Regions from separate parts of the Anser cygnoides genome. Here region 2 is linked to region 1. A link is a contact called in public Hi-C data. All regions are on one chromosome and are shown on one strand. Each heading gives the region's core, a stretch centred on a gene start, on an enhancer-like site or on the middle of the called end of the contact. The rest is flanking DNA. Distances are from core to core; before and after follow the strand shown. Region 1 has its middle 350 kb from the start of MYC. Region 2 has its middle 290 kb from the start of CYRIB.

What was found. Hi-C and Micro-C count contacts between places; a contact is called where the count stands out from the background.
Region 2: a Hi-C map of liver shows a contact between it and region 1, with 1.9 times the contacts expected there. The contact joins two enhancer-like sites. A contact is called at or near these places in 2 of 7 Hi-C or Micro-C datasets (both in liver).

What each region holds. Positions count from the first base shown.
Region 1 is chr2:153,520,127-153,527,428 of Taihu_goose_T2T_genome, forward strand. No RefSeq gene overlaps it. Among named protein-coding and RNA genes, the nearest start is that of MYC, 350 kb to the left of the region's middle. Within about 2 kb of position 4,740, at least 1 of the 3 cell types and tissues checked has open chromatin away from gene starts, as enhancers often do. A contact at or near this core is called in liver, where this site is marked.
Region 2 is chr2:153,758,563-153,765,864 of Taihu_goose_T2T_genome, forward strand. No RefSeq gene overlaps it. Among named protein-coding and RNA genes, the nearest start is that of CYRIB, 290 kb to the right of the region's middle. Within about 2 kb of position 2,574, at least 3 of the 3 cell types and tissues checked have open chromatin away from gene starts, as enhancers often do. A contact at or near this core is called in liver, where this site is marked.

The DNA.
Region 1 (7,302 bases), core at 3,490-5,989:
GACTGCAGAATCTGGTTGCAGCTTAATTTCCCATAAGAGTAGCTAGACCTGCTGATACAGCTTGAATATGCAGCACTTTGAATAAGCAGGCTGAGTGGCAAATGTCCTCATCCCATATTGGGAAGCCCAATTAGCACAGCAGACTGTGTCTTGCTGTATTATTTTTCTCTCCATTGCATTTTGAAAGGATTAAGCTCTGGAACAGTCATTGCCAAGTAAAGGAAAATAACACTACAGGCCATCACTAAATAATTAATTGTAAGGAAACTGTAGAGGTGCATGCATGTTGTTATCTTTTTTTCAGTTCATATAAGCCTGCATGTTTGCAAAGAAGTTGGCAGGTTTGCCTTAAATACTTGAGGATAAATTGGCAGTATGTTTAACACTTAATGACCACTGAGGGCTTTAACCCAATTCTTCATTGGATTTAACTGGGGCAGTGGAAAGAATTACCTTCCCTACTGATCCTTGTCATACCCTCTGTCAGATGGCACTCTCCCCACAGCGTTTTTGGAGGTTCATCTGACCTACGAAGTTTACTGCCTGAAGTCAAAGAGCTCTGATGAGAACAGCAAGCTCATTATTAGGTTTGACTGCATGCACTGGTTAATGGGGTTGTGTATTTTCTGGATAGCATCTACTTTCCTTAATGCCAACTGTACACCCGTCTGAGCTGCTTGAGAACTGTCTTCTGAAACGCTTTATTTTAAAGCTCACCTTCTTAGGACAAGCCTGAATCAACACCAGCTGACTTTAAAATGCTGGGATGCAATTTTTTTTTTTTTTTTAAACAATTCATGTTTAGATCTGTCCTTGTGCCAGACACCTTGTGCCAGGTGCCAACTCTAGTAGAGATGCAGAAGGAAAAACTTGTGACAAGCGATCGCATCTGCTGTTAAAGTTTAAGCTGCTGGTATAAGTCAATACATTTAGGTTTCCAGAGACAGTTCTTGGTCTGGTTTTCTAGATGAAGTCAGCTTGTTTCTGCAGAGTTGCTGCACTGAGGTTTTTTTGTTTGCTTGTTTGTTTTTTTGTTTGTTTTTCCTGAAGAGGAGGGTATCAGAAGGCTCTTTTCCCTGGACAAACAGCCAGAAAGGGAAGATGGGTAGAAAAGTGTGCCAAGAGATGTGCTCAGATGACTCACCTCAGTTAGGCAATGTCTAACCTCCCATCAGCAACAAATAGGAGCCAAAGTAATGTCAGGATACATTCACCCAGCAGATTGGGCTGTACAGTGTATTCCACCATGGGGAGTCTGAGCTGGAATTATTTCTAGATTTTTGTTTTCCCGTTCTGTGCCAGCTACCTCCACTGAAAGTAACAAAGAGAAACTTGCATACTACTTATGTATGCATTTTTATGCTGAGATTTAAATAATTCAAATATGGAAGTGTCAGTAAAAACAAAAATAAAGAAAGAGAATGGATGTGGGAAAGAAAGGGAAGTATCGAAGACAAAGGGCTTAGGTACCTTCCAATAAGGAATTGCTCTTACAATGGGCCATTAAAATTTAGCTGAGTCGAGTGTATTGTTTTTAATTTGTATTCCCATAACATACTCTGTTAAGGAGGGTGTATGCAGCAAATGCATATTAATGATGCTACACATTTGCATATTATAGATCCGTAATACCAAGGGTGCCATAAAAATCTTTATGAAAAGTGGTGACTATGCAGCAGTCAATTTTCTCTATATCTCAACCATTTTCATCTTTTTTTTTTTTTTTTTTTCCACACACATGCACACACAAAATCCCCACAACTGATAGACATACAACATTAAGGGACTAATGACCTGCAAAATTCCATTTATAAAAGATAAAAAAATGTTGTATTTATATAGAGAATCATCAAATTAACACTTCCTCTGGAAGACTTCCAGTTCTTTGTTCCTTTGTTCTAAAAATTTTAAACCAACAACCTGCAGAATTATATTGTTTTTAAATATATATGTTGAACCCCACTCAGATTTAGTCCCAGCAGAATACTGTCATGAGTTTCATGTTTAGAGTATTTTGTATGGCTAAGGTCTTACAACTTAACTCTTTCTAGTGAAAACACTGATCCACCTGGGCTAGCTATGTGTTGTCACTGGTTCTTAACTGAATAAAATATATATATATATTAGTGGTTTTCTCAACATATTTGTACAGATATGAACCCTCATGTCATGCAAATAACTCTTATGTCTCTTGGTCTAAATGCATACTTAAAATCTCTCTCAGAGTGGATCATGCTCTAGACAAAAAGTGTCTGATTTTTCTCCCATCAGTGCAACCTTTTATTCTCTAGTGCTGTTACCGGTTCAAGTGGACTTAGAAATGTGGCAAAGCAGAGGAATGAGCTGACCAGTTATACCAAGATATGAGCAGAAGTCTTCAGTGCCATGTGTCAGTCTTGGTGAGGGAAAATTTCCTGATGTAGGAGATAAGGTTGTGGCCCAGACTCCTCCTGCCTTTGTGCCTCCAGTGAAATTGCTTTGTATTCCACTGCTAACGTTTATAGTCCTGTGAAAGGGTAAAGACCAGGGCCAAGCAAAGATTTCCCCTTCTATTTGGAACGCTCTGAGAAACCGAGGAACTACTTGTAGCTTTTTCTGTTTAGAGGAGAATAAAGAAAAAAAAATAGGGAAAGGTGAACTCTAAGTTCATGGTGCAAGAGGTTGATTTGGGCAGGTTTGGTTGATTTCAAGAAACTTCTGGCTCAGAGGGCCCTACGTAATTTTTACCATCAGTCTGTTTCTTATAAGGACAGTGATGGAATGAGAATTAGTTAATGCTGGGGTCAATATGTGACCTGAACATGAAATATTTGATAACTCATTCCATTCCATCATCTCTTTCCTAAAGAAGTTGCTACTAATAGATCAGAACAAAACAAGGGAGCAGTGGCTTTCAGGTCCCCTAGTGCCTGTTGATCCTTCTCATCAAAATTTTCTGTGTGGTTTCTGCCCTTCCATGGTACAGCAGTTACATCACAGGTACAGCTGTTGTGCATTTTGCAGCCTCTGGACCAAAGGTGCCATCTCTCTTCCACAGATATTCACAGGTCTTGTCATTGACTACAGTGCAAACAGAAGCATATCTTATTTTATAAAAAACAAACAATCTTTAAAATCCCCAAAAGACTAAAGTAATGTAAAATCATCTTCAGACCTGCTTAATAGCTTTATATTCTCAATGACACTTCTTTTAAGGACTGAAAAGCAGAGATTTAGGAAAGCAATTTTTCATTCTGTAGAGACTGTCTGACTTCAGGAGTAATATCTATATTTTCATTTTATGCACAAATCGTCATCTCTTGCTCATTAAGGGATAAGAAAAGTGGAACACTAAAGGGTAAAAGCAGGATCTAAAAAAGGATCTAAATTCTAGATATATTTGTCTCCCCTATTCTGCAATATGTTTGCACAAGTACATAAGTATACAAAATTCAGAGAAGTTTTGCCCTTGGATCTTCAGTGCTGAAAGACAAGAAATGGTGAAGTACATGTTATATGTCCTTCTGTCTTGTCTATTTGTCCAAAAGGTGAGAAGGAGATCAAAATGCAAAATTACTGACATGTAGTTCAGGTGAGAAGGAGGGACATATCCCCTTTCTCCTGTAAGCCTGCAAGCAGTTCTCCATGCTAGTCCATTCCTTGGGGTGCCTCCAGGTATATTCATCTTACTGTAGAAATATCAGGACCTGGCCGCTGGGTCAGCAAATTACATACATCCATCTGTCTTAACCCCTGTAATGAGGTTTATGTGAAGGGTAAAGTTTAAAAGCTGGGGCAGAGACCATGAACTCATCCGAAAATATATGGCCTTATATCCATATGAAGTGATGGCTCCAACAACAAAATTCCCCTAGGTTTAAAATGTATCCCAGCCCTATTGCTATTTTCCCTCAAACCAAATTGCTCCATTGGTCTACTCCAACTGATTTTGTGAGTGAAACTAAATGGGACAGAATAGATTTAAATGTTATAAATGTCCAAAAAAAAGAAATGGGGAAAATGGGTATAATTTTTAGGGAAATTACTTTAAGTAGATATAAAATGTATTAGCCTTCCTAACAGGCTGGTTAAGGTACATGCTTACATCCTGACTCAGTTTTACTCAGTCCCAAAGGGGACTAAGTAAAATAAATAAATAAATAAATAAATAGTCCACTTCATGAATAAGAAGTGGAAGCAAAAAGAGAGAAGTCAAGACCTCGCTATTTCTTCCTCAGTCAGTTTAAAGACCCATTGCCCCATCCTAGTCCCTCTAGACCAAAAGGGAGTTTTACCATTGACGTTAATGGGAACAGGATCTGGCCCAGTAACTGGCTGTTTTGGATCTGTTTCTGTCGCCCTTGCTGCATTGTTGCTGAGAGTACAGAACATCCTCGCCTTCTGTTTTTCACTCCTTAATGTTTCCTTAGAATACTTAGGCGGAGAGTGACTGTAAATGCTTAACCTTTGTCAATGGCAGACATTCAAGAGAGTTTGGCTGCCTCCTATTTCCTTGTGGACACTGATTTAAGAGTCCATCCAAAACATTTGTTCAGAAGGATATGACTAACATGAAAATCTGTCACTGTATAAACATAGTGACCAAAACCTATTTGGCAGCATTTTAGATCTGCTGGCTAATAATTAGGTATTTATGTTTGCTTTAACAGCACCAGTTGTGATGATCTAATGTCGTTTAGTATTTATATGGATAGCTCATCAGATTTTTTTCTTTTTACAATGATTCAGCATAATTACATGGAAGATAAAGAACATTTAAACAAAAAAAAAAACTTTTTTCAGTAACTAATGCAAAATTTCAGTCAGGGGCACATTAGAAATGACATGCTGAGCTCACATGAGAAGAACAACGCCTGAATTTACTGGAAACATTGCAGTAAGGGTGAGTGAAGTCATTGAAAACAAATTGCTGTTCCCTTCCTAAATAGGCTTGGGCTGGAGTAGGGTCCTCTGGGTTGTGACCAGATTTAGCATTCACAGCCAGTTTGTTTCACAGAAATGCAGTACAATCTCTAGGGAAACAAATCTGCAAAAAATGTGCATGAGAATTTTTGGGGCGGGGAGGGATACACGGATCTAATGCAGTCAGAAGCATATTAAAAGCTATAAACAGTTTGCTGTTGTTTGGGCTGGTTCAGAAGATCGCTTAATCGTTTACTGACACTCTTATCACTGCAACAGGTTTTGTTATTCTGATCCAACTGTGTCAAAAGTTATGTGAACACATATATCAGTCTATAATTCAAGTACATGTTGTTATTCACTATCACAAAAACTATAAAGACTCTGAAACCCTAATGATACCGATCCAAGTACACTTTGATAAGCTTGAAGGGCGTACGATTTGTATTAAAGTGTACCTCCTACAGACTGTTTTCAGAGCATCATAAAGGAGTAGGAAAATTACCTTTGATACACCTGCTACTAAAGAGCTTGTGAAAATGTTTGAGGACAAGACCTTTTTTCTGCCCACTCAATGAAGCAAGAACAAGGAGAACATTACCTTGTTTGACTGCTTGCAAGAAGCAGAAAAATCTGTACGCTTCTCCACACACACTTCTCAGATCACCCCAGCAGAACTTAGGAGATGACGGAAAGTCAAATACTGTGTTCTGAGAACCATATGAGAGACAAATTCACCCATAAGCTTTCAAAATCTAACAATGGCAAAGAGAATTCAGTGTACAGAATTGCCACCATGGAAAGTATTACTGCTGCTTGGTACCATCAATTCTTCATGATTTTTATCCTTATTGTGGTACTTTGATATGATGAAGAATACATTTCTGTACAATCTACTTTTAGCTTTACTAGGTTAGGTCTTACCCTCATAGTTCCACTTCCCTTGCAGTGCATTTCCTGTTCTGAATCATTAATTTCACTCTGATAAACACTTTAGCTAGGAAGTTGGAAGTTACTATGAAAGAATCATAGAGATTAGGAGTCATCAAATCCATCCCTCCTCTTTTCAGGAGGAGAAAACAAAGAAAGGATGACAGGGAATGAGATGAGAAGATAACAATACTATGGTATACATGTGACTAATTGCGCCAGCCAAACAAGTGCAGCTGGAAACAGGATATGTTTCGGACAAGCCACTCTAAAAAATTCTAATCTGTTATGAGATTCATTTTTTCCATGAATATTTTTAACTCTGCGATCCCTAATTTTTCATGGCTCACCAAGGACATAGATGTGTCTTTGGGGCTCTATTGTCAGTATGTGGATCCCTCTACTTTTGGGAAGTAATGGACTTTGATTTCTGTGGGGAAATTTGATAAGGGTGAAGCAAGGAGAGGAAGAGAGTAGACTTGCATCCTAATGTGAGATATTGTTTGCCCTATAACTTCTTTCTGCCTCTCTTTTGGGATCTGCTCAAATCATCTTTGCCAATGTCAGTTCTTTATTTTCCTACTCATAGAGATATTAATATGAGACTGCTTCAAAAAGGAAAATATTCTCTCCACAGCTTCCAGTGCTCTGGAGATGTGATTAACTTGCCAGAGGTACAGACATCTCCAACCTCACGCAAAGCAAGAATTTTCAGACTACGTGGTAGATATGGGATATTTTCCAAGACAGGAACGAAACTGAAGCATGCTGATATTCTGCATTTGCACTGAAATGGCAATGGACTGCTGCTCACAAAGACCTGACTTTCATTCTCCAGATGTGCTTCCTAAAGAGATCACTTTATCTGTTCCTCACTTGTTCTTTCCACACCCACCTGTGAGTATTCTTCCTCTCCCACTTGCATGCTGAGTGGTTCCCTGATAATTTAGACAAAGAGGACCACCATTTTCACCAGGTTAGTTAACCAGGTTAGAGAAAGCTGGGGACTTGCTCATGTGAGCCACTTCACTGATGGGGTAGTAATTTCCAGTATGAATGCAGCGATGAATGGCTGTGGAGAGCTGGAGCTGAAAGAGGATTTGTGACTATATCCTGAGACAGTCATGCTAGGTAACAGAAGCAAATGAGCTGTGTTTACATGATTTCCAGGCACTAAATGAAAAGACTATCCTAAAACCTGCCTCAGTCAACACTAAAAAAACAGAGCATCCCGCCATCTGTTCTGCTATGAGAACACACTTAAAACTTTTTTTTCATATTACAGATATGTGTATGATTTTCAAGAAAGGCAATAGGTGTTATGTGTCCAATTCTGTACTGAAGACTTAACTCCCAAATTTTCTTTGAATCCTTCAGCCACTGAATGTGGAATATGTTATCATATGCCAGCTGGTAATGCCAGCTTGATGCATCCCATTAGAGAAGTTTGTTTTTCATCTGCTTATCATT
Region 2 (7,302 bases), core at 1,324-3,823, 240 kb after region 1:
TCACGCTTAGCTAGTCCCAAATGCCACAGCATATTATCCAAGAGAGAGAATATAATTATCTTTTCACAAGTGGCAATTAGTAAGAATACCCCCCATCAATTCTGTTTAGCATTCAACATTTACAGTGTGGCAGAAGCCAAAGCCTTACAACAGCAAGGCCAAGTTACTTTAATAAGGTTAAAACTAACACGAAATGCTGAAGGTTTTTGTGTCAGCAGAAACATTTAAAACTCTGAAATTTGAAGAAAATACTCTTTTAAAATACTTTTTGTAAAATTCTGTATTGTGAAAACATGTATTTGGTTAGGGTGTTCTTTCTGCATTTCAGGAGACCTTGCACAGGTAACGGATAACAAATAGGTAGCAAATCATTTAGTATTATTATGAGGTAGAATGCTGAGCCTATTATCATCTCATTTTTATAGAAAAGCAATGTTTTATATACAGTAAGTAAATTCTTCTCTTTATTACTAAATCTATTTACATTGCACAGGGAAAAACAGAGGTAGTGAGAATTTAAGTCAGCAGTTAGAAAAGAGAGAGTTAATTTGGGATACCTCTGTTTCTGGGTGCCTGATGTAAGTATTTGGAATTATTTTCTGAAGTTTTCAATTGTGGTCTGGCTTACGTCCAGATCTTCCTTTCTCCCAGGTCTATGCTTTAACCACAAGACTATTGCTCAGTCCCTCTACAGTGAATAAAATTAAATTATATAGATATTGAGAGTCTTCATTTAGGTATCTATGGCCTAACACTGAAAGTATCCTGGATCACCAACAAAGAGTCCATACAATACAAATGCTTATTTCCTATCATGCCATATCCGCAGGATTTTATTTTTTTTTTTCCAATTTAACTTTCCTATATGTAATGGTCTCCAGTTTCAGCACTGAGTGAAATGGCCTTGGACTTGCTCATTTAGGACTGTTTTATGCTACAACAGTCTGAACGTGTCTCATTGATTTTTTCCAAGTGATGTCTGGCTTTCTGTTATTTGTCTCATAACTACAGAATCCTGTTCTGGTGGATTCACAGTTGAAAAGCCCTGAACCTTTCCTTGTATTGCCAAGGGGAGCAAATGCACTCATTCTGACACCAGACCCACAGAGAATTCCAGTAATTCCCACAGAAATTTAGCCATAAACCATTTGGGATGATCACAGAAATGTCCAATGGGAGGGAATGAATTAACGCTCCTCCACGTCTTTCAGACCACTGAAAAACACACTGAGTCTTTCCTTTTTTCAGGAGGCACAGCCAGCCGCTGACAGTCAACCCAGTGCCCACTTGCAGCAGACTGTACACTGTATCCAGGAAAATCAGCTTTCTGGCAGTTATCTAGTGGTATAAAGCTTGTAGGTTATATGAGGAAACAGATATGAAAGCAGGGTTAATTTTCTTCTTACATTCTTGCTTGTCTAAAAAGAACTGACAAAACCACAGACAATTAGCTGAAATGGAAAAAGATATATATATTAAAAACAACAACAACAAAAAAACACCTGTAGAAAAGTCATTGTTACAGGATGCTTGAGAAAAAGAAAATACTTACTTGCCAAATGGTAATTACTGTTGAACTAACAGTATGGGGTTATGATGCAGTAATTAACAGATTTATGCATTGCAATTTCTCTCAAGCCTTTGATAAGGAATCAGGATAGCTCTGGAAGTGCTCTTACATGAAGTTCTCCTGTAGACATGTAGATGGACTCTGTCAAGCTTTGCCTATAACCCAGTTGATTGAAAGCTTTAATTTTCAATATTACCCAAGCAAATTCATGTGATTTTGCAGGCACTCTGTACTCAGCAGAAAATAATAAAGAATATATTTCTGTTGGTTTTGGGTGAGTAACCAGTAGCCCATCAGACACTCTATTTCTGTCTTCTACCATAAAGACCAGCATAATAATTCTCTATCAGTTAGGTCAACCTTATGGCTAAATAAAGACCTTTAAGATACCTCATTCATCCAGAAATTGCCTTCACTCCTCCCTATCTGCTGAAAAGATATATTACGACTTCCCCAACAAGTCTTTTTTTAATGGTTTACAGAAGTCACATTGGTCATCAGGAATGAAGTGAAAGCCAGGAAGTTCCCTGCCTGCTTACGGATGGATTCATTTGTTTAATGTCTTTAAAGCTTATGAGTTCTTGTTCTTCCTTTTCCCTTTGACTATGATGGTGTTTAAGAGAGTATAATTAATTTCAAGTCCTCCATCTGAGACCTTAGGAGTTCATGATATAGTTGGCAAGACAAAATATAAAAGGAAAGAGGCAAAAAATGCCAGATTTTTATGTGCATAGGCTTTTTGCCCATGTGATATTTGCCTCAGGCCACATGGAGAGTCAGCATCAGTGGCAGGGTCTGAGTCTGGGACCCCCAGGTATGTTGATCTAAACCTTCTGCTTATAGCTGTATCCTCCAGACTCAACTGAAAGGGCTTTTCAAAGCTTGCCACTGTGAACCCAACACAAGTCTGAAAAAGAATCAGTTAGTTACCAGCAGTGACCGCACTCTGACCCTTATTTCAAATGCATGTAGCATTAAACATTAACCAGGCAAAGAACTAAAACCTTGCAAGGGGCCTGTCCAAAGCACGAATCAACAATAGCATGCAGTGTGCTAGGGACAGACACGCAAACGCCAAAGATACTCTCGTCTGATCTATTCTCTGGCATTCGGCTTTCACTTAAAACTCTTTAAATAGACATAACCTACTTCTCTGTCTTTCCTTGCCTCAGATTGCTACAGAAGGCAAAAGCAACTACCTAGCAAAATACAAGGAAAACAATGGATTTCAGCAGGACAGTTTTCACTGTGAATATCATTGACAGCATCATTTAAAATACAAAGGTGAAAGGACTTTTTTTTTTTTTTTTTTAGCTGTCGGAAATCCTGGTAACACACTCTCTTTGTTTCCAATTGAATGAGGCCAGAAAATCCTTGCCTGACTTCTTTATGTACAAACATATAACATCCTTGTTCCTGGCTCATGGGAGGCACCTCGTAATGCCGGCTGTCAACTCATTTGTGACACATAACCGTAGTTGAAAAGTGGTTGAACTGCTGGTGTTGTAATGCACACATTGTTCAAGATCATCTAACAGCATTAGCCTGTGGGAAGAGGATGGCTTCAGGGTTCTAATTAAAAGAAATCATAGGCAATCAAATCAAGTGCTTCCTATTTGTATTTTATTTAATAAAGAAGGAATGACACAGATAGTATTTCCCCCTGTCTTGCCTATTCAGTAATGGTGGAGGGAGCAATGAGCCCTTCAAAGCTCTGCAACAGCCGTAAATGAGTCCCAAATTGATTGCCATCCCCAAGCCCCTTCTCTGAAGGCTTAATGGTATTTTCACGTGGGATCCAAAGCAGGCGGTCTTCAAGGAAAGTTACTGCATCTGGTGAAAAAAATAAAGTTGACATTTTTTGACAAGACCCTTAAGTATGCCTCTCCCAGGAGGGTTGTAACATAGAAGAGGCTGAGCAGGTGGTAATAATCAGCATTACATACATTTGAGCATTTTCTATAACATGGATTACCGTGGAATTCCTTCCTCCCCCTCCTCTCCTTGGGGAGACTTGTACAAATTGCAAGCATTTTCAAGGTCCTTTGATAAGCATTTCTATCACCAGTTTCACAGCTGTAGCTGGATTGTTTAAAACATATGAAACAGCCCCGCCTGCCCTCTGAGTAGGATAGGATAAGATAGGATAGAATAGGATGGGATAGGATATGGGATGGGATGGGATGGGATGGGATGGGATGGGATGGGATGGGATAGGATAGGATAGGATAGGATAGGATAGGATAGGATAGGATAGGATAGGATAGGATAGGATAGGATAGGATAGGATAGGATAGGATAGGGCTTTCTTTCCCTTTTTTTTTCAGATCCAGCTAAGCCTTTTTTCAAATATTACCTGAAAGTATTGTACCAATGGGGTTCTGATGGTGCTCAAGCAGCAAGAAGCCATTGTTTATCTGCTTTGGAGTGAAGAGTAGATGCACAGCCACATCTCAGAGAAAGTCAGTAAGGAAATCTAAAGGTAACTAAGCAAAGATTAATGTGTTCCTACAAGAGGCCAATATCAGCTTTAAAGCCTTTGCCCCAGTTCTCCTCTTGCCTGCATGAGAAAGAAGTAAATAATAAAACAGTTTCAAGGCTAAGGAAGAAACCCCATAGAGAAGTAAGATGTGATGATCTTCCTCCCATTTGTGCAGCCTCATACAAGGTCTCCACTACATGCTCTTGGGAGCTCAGCTCCACATGGTGAGAAACGGTCTCTGTTATGAAGACCTTGCAATTTAAGATGAGGTAATGACACAATCATGTGTGTGACATTAGAGTTGACACTAATAAATGTTTTTATAATTAGAGTTGGGTGATATGTTTTCACTGAACAATGAATTGACAAAAATGCAGTTTACGGAGGTTACTGAAGCAATTAAGAAATGGTGAGTAGTTTCTGCCACAAAAAGAGGGAAAAAAATGGACAGTGGAAATAGGAGATAGAGGAAGGCTCTTGAGGATAATGTCTCATTTCTATTCATAAATTTTAATAATCTTCTTAATTTTACATTTCTGAACTTTATCTTTGTTTTAATATATTGGTTTTATAGTTTTTGAATTTATTCAGAATTTATTTATTTATTGAGAGCAGCCCTGATGAGAAGGACCTGGTGGTGTTGGTTGATAAGAAGCTCAATTTGAGCCAGCAATGTTCTCTTGCAGCCCAGAAAGCCAACCATATCCTGGGCTGCATCAAAAGCAGCGTGGGAGAGGGGATTCTCCCCTTCTACTCTGCTCTTGTGAGACCCCACCTGCAGTACTGCATTCAGCTCTGGGGCTCCCAGCACCAGATGGACATGGACATATTAGAACAAGTCCAAAGGAGGGCCACAAAGACGATAAGAGGGACGGAGCACCTCTCTTGTGAAGAGAGGCTGAAAGAGTTGGCATTGTTCAGTCTGGAGAAGAGAAGGCTACAAGAAGACTTCATAGCAGCCTGCCAGGGGGGTTGGAATTAGATGGTCTTTAAGGTCTCTTCCAACCCAAACAATTCTATGATTCCATGAATTTGATTTTATTTTATTTTTTCCAGAGGAAGAGCATAATTTTGATGGGAAAAGAAAGCACTGTCCAAAGTGTTTGGATCAAAATTTTTTTTTCTGAGTCAATCTAAAGCAATTATTTTTGTTTCTACATAAAAATCCACTTCTGTGTCTTCTTGGGATTCTTTATACACTCTCTAGGTCTTGGATTTTTTCTTAAAAACAAAAACAAAAACAAAAACAAAAACAAAAACCTTACAATAGGAATATACTAAATGTACACTTCTTCCTCAATTATATAGTGTATCTGCATCTTCACAATTATTTTATGAATTTATGTAGCACTAGTCTTTAACACTTGAGCAGTTTCACTGAAAGGGACTTTCTATTCTATACAAATATTTACATTACTCTGATGAAATCAGACTTCAATATGTGTATGTTTGCTAAAGAATATAAGGAATTCTAAGGGATTCTTTGTATCTTTTTTTTTTTCAGAATAGCTCTAATTATTTTTTTAGGTAGTTATGGATACTAAATTTGTTTGTTTTATTATTGTTATTAACAACACAGATATTTTAGATGCTTCATAGGTAAAAATCATAGACCATAATTTTTCTTTCTTCACAAATATGCTTACCCTCCAACGAGTATTTCTGTCAGTTGTCTCCTGGTTTCAGACATGATCATTTTATTTTGTGTTTTTATTATTTCTTTTTTGCCAGAAAACTGCAACATGTTTTCATTTTACTTAAATTCTAGAAGGGCTTCAACAGATTTAAGCCTAAATAAAACCATAGTGTGCTCTCCTGTGGTCTCCTCTGATTGGGTTACTTTCATGTCTCAGCACACTGAGGGCTTTATTTCCAAAGCACACAAGCAACTTCCCCTGAAGCCAGAGAAAATAAATGATAATTTTACTGGTTCACTTTTATCACTTGTGTTGCAATTATGTCTAACAGCATGCTTAAGACCAGTTTATTAGGACAATATATTCTTACATAAAGCAAGTTAATATCTGGTTCTGCTTTAAAAGATCATTTTGCTAATGATATTTGAATTGCTTCATGGAAACATTAGGGATGTGTCCAAAGACTGTGTGTGTGTAGGAGAAAGAGGCCAGAGATACTGTAATAATCTTGGGATATGTACAGGATTGTCTGCCTGTGTTTCCATATCTCTGTAAATTCTTTGTGTATTTGTGGACTATCATAAAGAGGAGAAAACTGGGGTATCAATGTGGCCTCAATAAAACAAAACATTTCCAGTGAACTTAGAAAGATCTTGCCAACAGAAGCCAGAGTAAAATCTCAACCACTGTAGTTGTTAAGTATAACTTTAATATAAAAAATGCCCTGCAATGGTCCTATGTCTCTTAATCCTCATATTTCCCTTGAGTGAGCTGTATCTACTGTGTGTAAGCTACCAACTCTTACACTTGGGGATACTCTCTTCTGCAATGCCATTTTTCAGGGATCTGAATGAAAAGTGCAGCTTACTCAACCCTACAGGTCCCATCTTTGGGTTTGGGACACCAGAGCTGTTTGACCAGTTCAAAGATGTCATCCCTCAGCTGATCTCAGACAAAGCCTTGAAAGCTAGAGGCTCCACACACAAGTCTAAAATTGGAACTCATTTGATAAATATGGAGTTAATAAACATATTGATAAATAAGGAGTCTGAACCTTATTTCAGGTGCTTGTGTGTTGACACAGTAATAGAGCAATCCTGAATGAATTTTTTACTCTCATAGAAATGAATTATGACCTTCTCATGTGACAAGGGATGTCAACTTTCTATTGATAAAGTAAAATAATAAAACCAACATCTTTCATCTGATACCTGCAGTCATATAAATGCACATGGGAGAGCAGACTGTAAAATGAGAGCTGGCATTTGAGGTAGCTGAGGTCTGATTTGCATACAGCCATGTAAAACATACTAAATAAAACATGGATGCAAAACCAGTATTTGCCCACTAAGGGAAAAAATAAAAGACTGGTTTCTCAGACATGTTTGTTGAGGAGAGAAAAACCTGTTACCAATAACTAAGCCTGTTATATGACTCTGAAACTTGCTGATTCTGAACTCAACATAAGGAACACACTAGTCTGATTTATGGATCAGTGCCCTATTTTGTGAATGTTTTTCAAGTTCCCATTAAGAGAACTAATATTACTATCCCCACACAAGCTGGTCATTGTATCAAAACCTGGATAAGGAACTCCAATAGCATTAGTAGCT